Regions from separate parts of the Sus scrofa genome. Here region 1 is linked to region 2. The links are chromatin contacts, called in public HiChIP or PLAC-seq maps. All regions are on one chromosome and are shown on one strand. The core of a region is the stretch at or near the end of the contact, and the rest is flanking DNA. Distances in the headings are between cores, read along the strand shown.

What was found. HiChIP or PLAC-seq counts read pairs in DNA pulled down with a chosen protein or histone mark.
Region 1: a contact with region 2 is called in an H3K27ac HiChIP or PLAC-seq map of alveolar macrophages. The contact joins two enhancer-like sites. A contact is called at or near these places in 2 of 5 promoter capture datasets (fetal liver and liver), 9 of 47 Hi-C or Micro-C datasets (embryonic fibroblasts, heart right ventricle, mesenteric adipose tissue and 5 more) and 2 of 2 datasets of contacts at active chromatin or transcription factors (alveolar macrophages and skeletal muscle).

Annotation. Positions count from the first base shown.
Region 1 is chr12:45,148,175-45,153,895 of Sscrofa11.1, forward strand. PHF12 (PHD finger protein 12) reads right to left here. Exons shown (of 16, transcript XM_005656997.3): 4 at 2,511-2,583. Among named protein-coding and RNA genes, the nearest start is that of DHRS13, 24 kb to the left of the region's middle. Within about 2 kb of position 1,732, at least 18 of the 83 cell types and tissues checked have an H3K27ac peak or open chromatin away from gene starts, as enhancers often do. A contact at or near this core is called in alveolar macrophages, where this site is marked.
Region 2 is chr12:45,009,202-45,015,593 of Sscrofa11.1, forward strand. It overlaps FAM222B (protein FAM222B), which reads right to left. Exons shown (of 3, transcript XM_021067489.1): 2 at 5,491-5,612. The coding sequence starts at 5,572. Among named protein-coding and RNA genes, the nearest start is that of TRAF4, 37 kb to the left of the region's middle. Within about 2 kb of position 4,015, at least 5 of the 83 cell types and tissues checked have an H3K27ac peak or open chromatin away from gene starts, as enhancers often do. A contact at or near this core is called in alveolar macrophages, where this site is marked.

The DNA.
Region 1 (5,721 bases), core at 482-2,981, 140 kb after region 2:
CACAAGAAGTATAGAACGTTAGAAACAATTATCCAAACCATACATCAGTTATTGTAAGTCATCACGTTACATGATATCTCTATACAAGGTACAGTGGGGTAAAGGGATAAAAAGTTAATGCAGTAGGAATAAATTTAGGGAGTTCCTGTCGTGGCATGGCGGAAATGAATCTGACTAGGAAACATGAGGTTAGATCCCTGGCCTTGCTCAGTGGGTTAAGAGTCTGGCACTGCCATGAGCTGTGGTGTAGACTGCAGATGCGGCTTGGATCTGGCCTTGCCGTGGCGTAGGCCAGCAGCTACAGCTTTGATTGGACCCCTAGCCTGGGAACCTCCATGTGTCACAGGTGTGGCCCTAAAACTACAAAAATAATAAATAAATAAATAAATAAGTCTGCAAAAGCAAAAGTAAAAGGTAAAACAGACAAGCAGGGCTCCCCGCCCAGGAGGTTGAGTGCTCGCATGCAAGGCAACCAATCGCACCACAAGGTAGAAGGGTGGGGTGTGGAGGGTAGCAACCCAACAATCATGGCATCCAAGAATGGTGGCTTTCAGTGTTTCAAGTTTAACTGGAATTCTGAAAGTGACACTCCTTTGAATGGGAAGTGGGGAAATGAAGACCAAGTATACTGAGTAGGATTGAATGACTGATAATAAATTTTTTCTAGGGCTCCAAATAGAGTGGTCAAATGAAGGTCTAGCAGTGGCCTCCAGTCAGGAGACCTGGGATCTTGTCACAGTTCTGCCACTGATTCCCTGTGACCTTGGGTGACCCAAGTTGGTGAGAGGAATTTCTCTATGTGTGAGACTAGTAAAATCTTTCTTTTCCTCTCAGGGATATGGTAGAGATAAAAAGTGTCACATATATGAAAGGGATGGCTCTGAGTTGGGAGAGGATCTAGCCTCCACTTGGAATAAGACCTGAACAACAAGGGTTGGTGAGGTCCACAAGTTTTATCATTTCAATCCACTTCAGTGTAACTACAGAAGGCCAGAGAGCTGTAGAGGTGGTGGTGGTGGTGCAAAAAGCAAATTTGGCACTGGTAGGCCAGGAGGTCCATCTGAGAGCAGGTCAGAGTGGCATTTCAGGAAAAGTGTGCTATGTTAGAAAAAGCCATACTATAAATATAATCCCCAGCAAGTACCTCTGTTTCTAGACAGTTGATGAAGAAATAATAGAGCTTTGGAATGAGACAGAATTTGGTTCAAACCTTGGCTCTGAAATTCCTTTGAGTACTTGATACTTGAGTAAGTCTGACATTTGTGAAGCTGTTTCTTTGAAATGGAGACAGTACCACTAGCACCCATAGTTGGATATAGATTAAGTGAGATAACACATGTAAAATACCCAGCTATGACAAATACTAAAATTATGTTAGTTTCTCTTCTTTACCCCCCTCTTTTCCTGGCTTCACTTCTTCCCCCTCAGTTGTTCCTAACCCTTTCAGGTTTGGTTTTTTTGAGTGGCAAGTTTCTGAAAGGCCTCTTGACTGGCAGGTGCCACTACTCTAATCAAAGGTAAAGATCTTGCAGGGGTGGACAAGCTGGAGAATACCTTGGTTTGTGGAAGGCAGGAGAAATCAAACTATAGCTGTGGTTAGGCAGTTGACTTGGCCTTGGCTTGCCTTTTTTTTTTTTTTTTTTTAATAGGAACCCTTATGCACACATTGAAAATAGCGTCTGCCTGTTTACCCTCTTCTTAGAGGCAGAAAACTGTTACACATATAAACCACAATCTCTGAATCATCTCATCCTGTTTCTGCAACCAAGGAAGTCATCATTCATTGTGACATCATGTTCAGGGGCCAAGAAAAGAGAGGTGATGTCACAACAAAGGAAAGTTGTTTGGTGTATAAGGAATAGTTTACAATTCACAGACAAATTTTAATCCACATCCTACATCTGAGGATTTGGTCTCTCATAATCTGGGTTGAAGCATACCTACTTCCTTTTTTGATAAGGGAACATTTAGCTTTTGTACTCTAAAAAAGTTCTCAAGAAAATAATGTTCTCAAAGCCAGTACTGAATTCTCAAAGCTGAGGGAAGGGGAACTAAAGAGTGGTTAGGCAATCTGGGGCTTAAGTGGGTCAAAATCTTCTCCACCCCATACACCTGGCCAAGCCTCTAGATATCAGGGACTTATTTGCCTTGGGGTGAGGGAAATCCTTTTTTTCATCAAGCTGGAGAAGCAGCTGCCTTCTTCTTCGGCCACTTTCAGGCCACTTATCAGGAGGTCTATAAGGAGGTCAGACCACTCCTGTCACTAAGTGAATGAACATGGCTCAGTAAATTAACACACCTCTTCTGCCCATTTCAGCAGCCCATGTTTGGATTTTAGGCCCTACTGGATTCCAAACAGTCACCATGGGGAGTGTGAGGGTGATTCCAGGGCTGGAAGAGACAAGAAGAAGGAACGAAAATGCCTTCAGGGCCAGACCATCTTAGCTCTAGAATATCAGCGCTCTAGATCTGGCATTCTGAGCAAAGCCTTTAGAAAGCAGTATTGTTACCTTTCGGCGAACAGTGCACCGGTGACACATCCACTCCCCAGGAGGCAACATCTCTTCACTCAGTGGAGGGTTACTGCAGGGAAAAGACAAGGCCAAGACTAAGTAACAGCAGGGCTGCAGCAAGGAAAAGCTTAGCTAGGTCTGACTCGAAGCCGTGTGTCCGCCAACTACTCCTGCCAGTCCTACAGCTTGGGTTCTCTCATTCGTCAAAATGCTTACTTGGTATCATTTACAATAACCTAAATGTAAGCATCCCTTCCCATAGCTTAGAAAAAGAAGCCAAATCCAGAGCCATTAATACTAGGCTAACTGGGAAAGATAACATTCTTCCCCCTTAAAGCTGTGCCTGTGAAAACCCTATTCATAATGTAAGGCTTGCCTCAATCAGCCTATGGTGGATTAAAGATGGCTGCAAACTCTTTGCTACTCCTTCCACCCAGAAATAGTCCATTTCTTTCCTCTTGAATTGGGCTTGTCTTGTGACTTGCTTACTTGCTTTTTGACCAATAGAATGAAGCAGAGGAAACAATGCCGTAAGTTCCATGGCTGAGTCTGAAAAGACTTGAAGATTCCATTTTTACATGCTTAGAATGTTCCACTTCTGAGCCCTGCTCTCATGCTGGGACAAGGAGACTTAAGGCACTCCAATTAACTCCAAGCCAACAGCCAGCACCAGCTACTGCTATGTGACTGAGTTATCTTGGATCATGTCAACTCAGTTGAGCCTCCAAATAACTGTAGTCCCGGGTAACAACACTGTTGCCTGAAAACCACCCCACTGAGCCTAATCAACATGCAGATTTGTGAGAAATAATAACTAGTGTCCATTTTTGTTGGTTGGTTTGTTTTGTTTTTTAGGGCCATCCCAACGGCATACAGAGGTTCCCAGAATATGGGTAGAAATGGAGCTGTAGCTACCAGCCTACACCACAGCCACAGCAACGCCAGATCCGAGCCATGTCTGTGACTTACATCACAGCTCACGGCAATGCTGGAATCCTTTTACCCGCTGAATGAGGCCAGGGATTGAACCTGCATCTTCACGAGTACTAGTCAGATTCTTAATGTGCTGACTCACAACAGGAACTCCATCTCAATGTATTTCTGCATAGGCCACATCCAATGAGTGAAATGCATGCATGTAATCTTCAAAGGTCTATAGACTCTGCTATACTTCAGCAGCTGTCATATTAAAATTCATCCTGAAAAAGCTGTGATTTCTTTTTTAAAAATTTATTTTAATTTTATTTTAAGGCTGTCATTTCTGATTCTGTTTTTCATCATTTCTTTTCGTCTGCCTGTTGGCTTTGTATTTGTACCAAGACACCCTACACCAAACATGTAAAGCAGAGAAGGGTGAGGCAAGGTGGTAGTGGCTTAGCTCTTTTACCAAGACACAAATGGCCCCCTGGCACCCTTCCTATTTCCCTCAATCTATTCCTGGTCCTGCTAGTAGAATAGTTCTGCCACAATTCTAATCACATTAGTCTCTTTTTTTTTTTTGCTATTTCTTTGGGCCGCTCCCGCGGCATGTGGAGGTTCCCAGGCTAGGGGTCGAATCGGAGCTGTAGCCACTGGCCTACGCCAGAGCCACTGCAACACGGAATCCGAGCCGCGTCTGCAACCTACCCCACAGCTCACGGCAACGCCGGATCATTAACCCACTGAGCCAGGGCAGGGATAGAACCCGCAACCTCATGGTTCCTAGTCGGATTCGTTAACCACTGCGCTACGACAGGAACTCCCACATTAGTCTCTTAATCAAAAAGCCCTTCAATATCACCCTTACCCCATCCATCATAGGACAAAGTCCAAACTTCTCAGTTCTGCAGGTAAGACCTCTATGGCTAGAGCCCTGCCTCTCCAGCGCCATTAGTCTGTGGCTCCCTACATAGAGCACACTGTTTCTCAACCCCGTTTTCCTGCTCATTCCAGAGCTGCTCCCCACAATGACAAAAGCTGAGCCTCCCCTCACTCTTTCGCTTGGTGAACTTCTCTTTTGGAGCACAAGTCAGGTGTGATCTCCAGGAAGTCTCCTCTGACAGCCCCTGATTCCCTAAAATGCTTCTGTGCCACACTATCCATACTGTACTGAACTATTACGCACCTGAATCCTCTTCTCTACTTCATTTACCTACATAATATCTGGCACATGGTAGGTACTCAATAAAGCTTTAAAGAACTGAGAACATTAAAAGAATGTGCTGGGAGTTCCCGTCGTGGCGCAGTGGTTAACGAATCCGACTAGGAACCATGAGGTTGCGGGTTTGATCCCTGCCCTTGCTCAGTGGGTTAACGATCCGGCATTGCCGTGAGCTGTGGGGTAGGTTGCAGACGCGGCTCGGATCCCGCGTTGCTGTGGCTCTGGTGTAGGCCGGTGGCTACAGCTCCGATTCAACCCCTAGCCTGGGAACCTCCATATGCCATGGGAGCGGCCCAAGAAATAGCAACAACAACAACAAAGACAAAAGACAAAAAAAAAAAAAAAAAAAAAAAAAAAAAAGAATGTGCTAAGATGTGAATATAAACTACCCCATCCCCAATCATGAGGCAAGACAATAGGGCTGGGCAGACACTTGTTTAGGGGTTAAACCACACATAAGATTACTTATGTTTTCTGTCACACAACAGTAAGAAGACATCAGAGTTAAAGTCCATACCTGCAAACTGAACTTCATACTGTATCACCTTACTTATATTTAAACCTCTTTAAACAATCTGATCTCTCATTTCTCTTCTTTCCTTTTTTTTGGTCTTTTTAGGGCCACACCCGTGGCATATGGAAGTTCACAGGCTAGGGGTTGAATCTGAGCTGCAGCTGCCAGCCTACACCACAGCCATAGCAACACAGAATCTGAGCCGCATCTACAACCTACACTATAGCTCACGGTAACTCCAGATCCTTAACCCACTGAGCAAGGCCAGGGATTGAACCTGCGTCCTCATAGATACTAGTCAGGTTTGTTAACCACTGAGCCACGATGTGAACTCCTCATTTCTCTTTATTTTTTTAAAATTTTATAATGATTTTTATTTTTCCATTATAGCTGGTTTATAGTGTCTCATTTCTTTCTTTCTTTTTTTTTTTTGCTTTTTTGGGCCACACACGTGGCATATGGAGGTTCCCAGACTAGGGGCTGAATTGGAGCTACAGCTGCTTTACTACACTAGAGCCATAGCAACGCAGGATCCGAGCCTCATCTGAAACCTA
Region 2 (6,392 bases), core at 2,765-5,264:
AAAATGGCCACCTCTAGAGGAGTTCCCAGTGATGACTATTCCTGAGACCTTTGCCTCCAATGTCCTTTCCCCACAATAAGCCAGAGTCCTGCCCGTTTTCCATAAGGTCCTCCAAGAACCACAGGCAGGGGTTGACCCAGAGATTCCTATGGAGTCTGCTTTGCCCTGGGACCCAGTGCACATGCAAGCCTGTGTGCGCCTTTCAAGAGTGGTCTCCATTTCCCCCAGTCCTGTGGACCTCCTGCACACAAGCCCTCAAAGCCAAATGCTCTGAGGGTTCCTCTCCCCAATGCCAGATCCCCAAGCATGGGGACCGGATGTGGGGCTCAGAACTCTCACTCCCATGCGTGAGCCTCTGCAATATAGTTACTTTTCCAGTTTGTGAGCTGCCCACCAGATGGGTATGGGGTTGCTTATATTTCACAATTGCCCCTCCTACCGTCTTGATGTGGCCTCCTCTTTGTCTTCTGGAGTAGGATTTTTTTTTTTTTTTTTTGATAGTTTGCAGTCTATTTTGTTGAAGGTTGTTCAGCAGTTGGTTGTAATTTTGTCGCTTTTATGAGAGAAGGTGAACTCCAGTCCTTCTACTCCACCATCTTAATCCCATCCCTGCCTCCACTCATGCTGACAGCAGAGAGAAATCAGAATCAAAGCAAGGTGCAAGTGTGGACACAGGCTACAGTATGGTAAGGAAGAATCTCAAGGATGAGATGAACATATTGGACAAGACAGAGGCCACATTCTAGGAATCCAACATCACCCACTTCATATACCAGACTTAAGCCTTACAAATGAGCCAAGTCTGAGTTCCCATCGTGGCTCAGCAGTAACAAACCCAACTAGGATGCATGAGGATGCAGGTTCAATTCCTGGCCTCGCTTAGTGGGTTAAAGGATCCGGTGTTGCTGTGAGCTTGTGAGCTGTGGTGTAAGTTGCAGCCACAGCTCAGATCCCACATTGCTGTGGCTCTGATATAGGCTGATGGCTACAACTCCAATCCTACCCTCTAGCCTGGGAACTTCCATATGCCGCAAGTGCGGCCTTTTTTTTTTTTTTTTTTTTTGTCTTTTTGCCTTTTCCGGAGCCGCTCCCGTGGCATATGGAGGTTCTCAGGCTAGGGGTCGAATCGGAGCTGTAGCCACTGGCTTATGCCACAGCCACAGCAATGTGGGATCGGAGCCGTGTCTGCAACCTACACCACAGCTCACAGCAACGCCAGATCCTTAACCCACTGAGCAAGGCCAGGGATCAAACCTGCAACCTCATGTTTTCTAGTCGGATTTGTTAACCACTGTGCCACGACGGGAACTCCAATGTAGCTCTAAAAAGACCTTTAAAAAAAAAAAAAAAGCCAAGTTTTGGAGTTCTGCTGTGGCACAGGGGGTTAAGGACCTAGCCTTATTGCTATGGCACCACGGGTTCAATCCCTGGCCAGGGAACTCCCACATGCCATGGGAGTGGCCAAAAAAAAGGGAAAAAAAGAGTCAGGTTTTCCTCGGTACTTGGAAAACTCAGTCCCCACACTGGTACCTTGGAGAAGAAAAGTTTCTTTCCTCTGTATCAGGGTCCTCTAAGTGCACAGCTAACACAAGCTTTGCAAGCAACTTATTTAACTACCTGGTACGAATAGTGTCATTAATGGAGACATAAGGTAGTGTAGAGAACAGAGAATCTGTGGTTAGAAAAAAAGAGATCTGGATTCCAGCACTAGTTTTATTATCTGACTACTCAGTCTCTCACTTATCATTTACTAGCAGGGATGATACCTGCTGTCCTGACTCACAGAATTACTGTGATCAAGAGATCCAATGAACAGGAAAATGCTCTGTGAAGAGGAGCCATTTCTGTCTATAGTTATTATTCAAGGATAGCAGGTTGGCTGAGATCGCCCACAGACAAGACAAAATAGTGTAGGACCCCCTGGACTTGACTCTGCATTAAATGAATCAGAGAAAGCACTGTCGTCTCTTTGGGGAAGTGGGGGTGGGGTGGATCTCCCTGAATCCAGGCTTCCCTTTGGGGACTGTCCCATTTATCCTTCTATTTTTGAAGGTCAGAAGACATGGGTGGCACATGCAGAAAGAACCTTTATCTACAAGCAGGAAGACATAGGCAGTATGTTTCAAACACAGGCTCTGAAGTCTGACCCAAGTGCGAGTTCTAGCCCACTGAATGGTAATGTGACGATGACAACTGACAAAAACTGTGCGCCTCATTCTTACAACAAAGAGAGTTTTTCCACATGGAATTGTTGAGGAATGAACTGAATGAGAATATATATAAAAATACTCAAGACAGTACCTGGTGTATGGTAAGCACTCAACAAATGTTAGCTAATATTTCTGATATTTCTCTAGAGGTTATCCAGTCACTGGGCCAATTCACCATTTCCAGGCCTTTCCACTAGGGGGCAGAGATGTATACAACAAAGCAGTAAAGGAAAATTAATTTTGATATTGTCCTAGGCCCCAAGGCTCTACAATGAAAGAGGTCACAGTCATTGTCTAAAAGGTGATTTTAGGACCAATGACCTTAGGTTATTTCACTCATTCTACCCCAAAATACTGAGCCATCCTATATACCCACCATGAGCTGGAGAAATAGGAGCAGAGGCTTGGGATTAATAAAAAAAAAAAGTGACCAACAACATTGGGAGAAGATGGGTCAGAGGAAAACAAACTTGACAAGTACAAAGCCCCCAAATGGTTGGGGACTCAAAGCAAGTGACATCATGGAATAACAACCTAGAAAAGTTCTATGAGGACATTCACCTAACCTCGACTGTGGTCTTCCAACAAATGCAAGACCTAATCAAAGCCAAGATATCCTTTAATCCAGCCTGCACTACAGCAAATCACGTATCTAGGTTGGGAAATGCATTACATCCTCCTATATGTCTAGAAAAGGAAGAGAAGAGAAAATGCTGGCGTTAGGCTGGACCAATCCTGTGATTCTGTATACACAGCAACTCAAGCATGGGAAAAGTCATTAACCAAAGGGCTTACGGTGTTGGGTCAAGAATCCACCTATTTCCTCTCCTAACCCCAACCCATCTCTCCTGCCTTGAACTGACTCTTACAATATAAGGTATATTAAGCTACAAATATCTGTACCCTATGCCCACCCGAGCAGACACCAAGTTGTGTTTTGAGCAACTTTTAAGACCCTCTTGAGGATGGGAGCAGGGAAAGGCTGAAGAGCAGTCACAAGACTAGCTTTAGGTCTCTGTAGCTGACAGGCCTGGGCTCTGAGCAGCTTCGTGGCTGCTGGTTTCCAAAGGAGACAGCTTATGCTTCACCTCACCTTAACTGTAAATGCTTAATGCCAACAGCTATGAGTCACATGATAGGATTTTTTCAAAAATACATTTTGGGAGAGGAAAGAAGAAAGCAAGATTTAAGCAAGCTTAAAAACACCACTGGGTTTTCTCCTTTGGAGAAGTCTGAGTGTAGTTAAAGAGAGGAAAAAGAGAGTCGAAGAGATTCAAATACACTGTCCCCCAAATGGACAGGTAGGCCTGAAACCAGGGAGGAAGGATACCTTCATTCTTAAATAGAGATTCGGGGCAGTGGCTAGCAGAGACTACTTGGGGAGAAGGAGGAAAAGGTCCAAAGTCAGCCTCTAAGACCAAGCTGCCAATAACGTCTTTCCTTTCAACTGGCTCAGCCCTTGACAGCACATCTTTGGGTGAAGCTGTCAGAATGTGTTAAGGAATCAAGCAGAACAACAGTGAGCTGCTCACTGTCATCTTACCGTATGCCTCCAAGTACACTCCCTCCTCACTTGTGCCTCTAGAAGCCTGGAACCAGTCACAATGCAGTGAGCATGCAGATATGGGTGGCCAGGAAACACAGACAACTTTCTCATGCAATTATCACTTAGAAAGAGAAAGGCTGGGGAAGGGCTGAACAGCAGGTCTTGCTTACTATGTCAAGCAGCTGAGAAGGAAGACTGTCACCTCTGGCTGTGTCATTACACAAGGTGGATTCACTGGCCAAATTCTAGAACTAGCCAGGCTCTGAGTCTCAAAAAAAGGAAGTCAAGAGGCTAGACCATTTTTAACTTCTGAAGATGATCTCAAAAGGAGAACCGGGTGGCAAACTACAGCCTACAGGCCAACACAGCTGCTGTGCTTTTCTAGAAAGTTATACTGGAGCACAGCCACACTCACTTGTTTACATACTGTCCACAGGTGCCTATGCTCAGTGACAGTAGAGAAGTGAGTATGTGCAACAAAGACTCTAAGGTGTGATTCACAAACCCTAAAATATATACCATCTGACCCTTTATAGAAAAAGTTTGCCAATCTGTCACAAAGGATTCAGGTAAGGTGCTGAAACTCCTTTTCTACGAAAGGGGAAGCCTAGATGCCTCATTGATTTCTTCCCTTTTTGCTCTGAAATGAAGGTCTATTCCAAATTTAGGGCATTTTACACTTGATACTATACGTGGTACTGAGCCAGGAACAGAATCTTTTCCTTGCACATCACAAAGTACAAGGACAGAAGGTTGGACTCGGGGAAAACATGAAGTATAAACTAATTCCAGCCAATTTAAGATAGAAGTCTAACAGACAGTAATTAACAACTCAATCTTGTGGGAAGAATATTAACCGGAATATGCCCAGAGAGACAGAGAAAGCTAGTTTCCTATCTCTTTTGGAAGCAAAAGCTTCTTTACTTGCTATCAATTGAGGGCAAAGGAACATAAGGCAGACAGCAAAGCCAAAGGGAACTGTCTGTTTCCATGGTAGAGAGTGCTCAGAGAGTTCAAAACAACAGCACAGTGGAAACAGTTTGTTTCAGAGGTACAGTAAGTAATCTAGACTGTTGAGTTTTTGTTCAATTCCTCACGGGTGTTCAAATTGGAACACTTCTTTGAAGTGGGAGATAGATATATATATATATATATATATATATATACACACACACTATAAAACTCCTTATAACCTTGTTGCTCAAGAGATAGCTATCAGCAACAATTAAAATTAAGATGATATAGGAGTTCCTGTCATGGTGCAGTGGAACCGAATCGGACTAGGAACAATGAGGTTGCGGGTTTGACCCCTGGCCTCACTCAGTGGGTTAAGGATCTGGCATTGCTTCGAGATGTGGTGTAGGTCACAGCTTGGCTCTGCCGTGGCTGTGGCTGTGGTGTAGGCCTGTAGCTGTAGCTCCTGATTTGACTCCTAGCCTGGGAACCTCCATAGGCCTTGGGTGTGGCCCTAAAAAGAAAAAAAACCCAAAACAAAAACAAGAACAAATTAAGATGATACACATTGGGAAATTCTAGTATTTAAGAGGACCTCTGATCAGAGCAGTGTCTCACATTGCTGACATTTTTACAGCTGCCTTCTTGCTGTTTGTGAAGAAGCAGTGTCTTGGAGATATCAAGGTCATGGTCAGTGTACCACAAACGTGCCTCCAGGACAGCCCAAACGTAGGGACAAAATAAAGGATCACATCCTTCCCTGGGATCCAGATTACTTACATTTCTGAAGTCCAGTGTTCATCTGCGTGTGAGAAAGAAGCTGAAAGGACAGGTCACCTGGCCCTGGTAGACAGGCTAGCATGGCAGACTGGCATCAACACAACATGAGGCAGTCACTCACACTGTAATGACAAAAAAACAAGGTCATGGAACACAAGGCAACTCACTCAAGGAATATACGGGGGATATCAGATATGAGCAGCAGAAGCCCAAGTTTAGATAGATAAGCAACTTAATCAGCAGCATGTCAGTTGAAAATACATCTATGTCTTTATCTGTAGCAACAATTTGATACCAACTATTACTATGACTGAAATATTTCAGTCAGCTCGGACACGTGGGTGGGGAAAATAAAAGCTAGAAAATACCTATCCCGGAGTTCCCATCATGGAACATCAGAAATGAATCTGGGAGTTCCCGTCGTGGCGCAGTGGTTAACGAATACAACTAGGAACCATGAGGTTGCGGTTTCGGTCCCTGCCCTTGCTCAGTGGGTTAACGATCTGGCGTTGCCGTGAGCTGTGGTGTAGGTTGCAGACGCGGCTCGGATCCCGCGTTGCTGTGGCTCTGGCGTAGGCCGGTGGCTACAGCTCCGATTCAACCCCTAGCCTGGGAACCTCCATATGCCGTGGGAGCGGCCCAAGAAATAGCAACAACAACAAAAGACAAAAAAAAAAAAAAAAAAAGAAATGAATCTGACTAGGAACCGTGAAATTTCAGGTTCAATCCCTGGCCCCATTCAGTGGGTTAAGGATCCAGCGTTGCGGTGAGCTGTGGTGTAGGTCACAGATGCAGCTCAGATCTGGCGTTGCTGTGGCTGTGGTGTAGGCCAGTGGCTACAGCTCCAATTAGACCCCTAGCCTGGGAACCTCCATATGCCTCAGGTGCAGCCCTATAAAGAC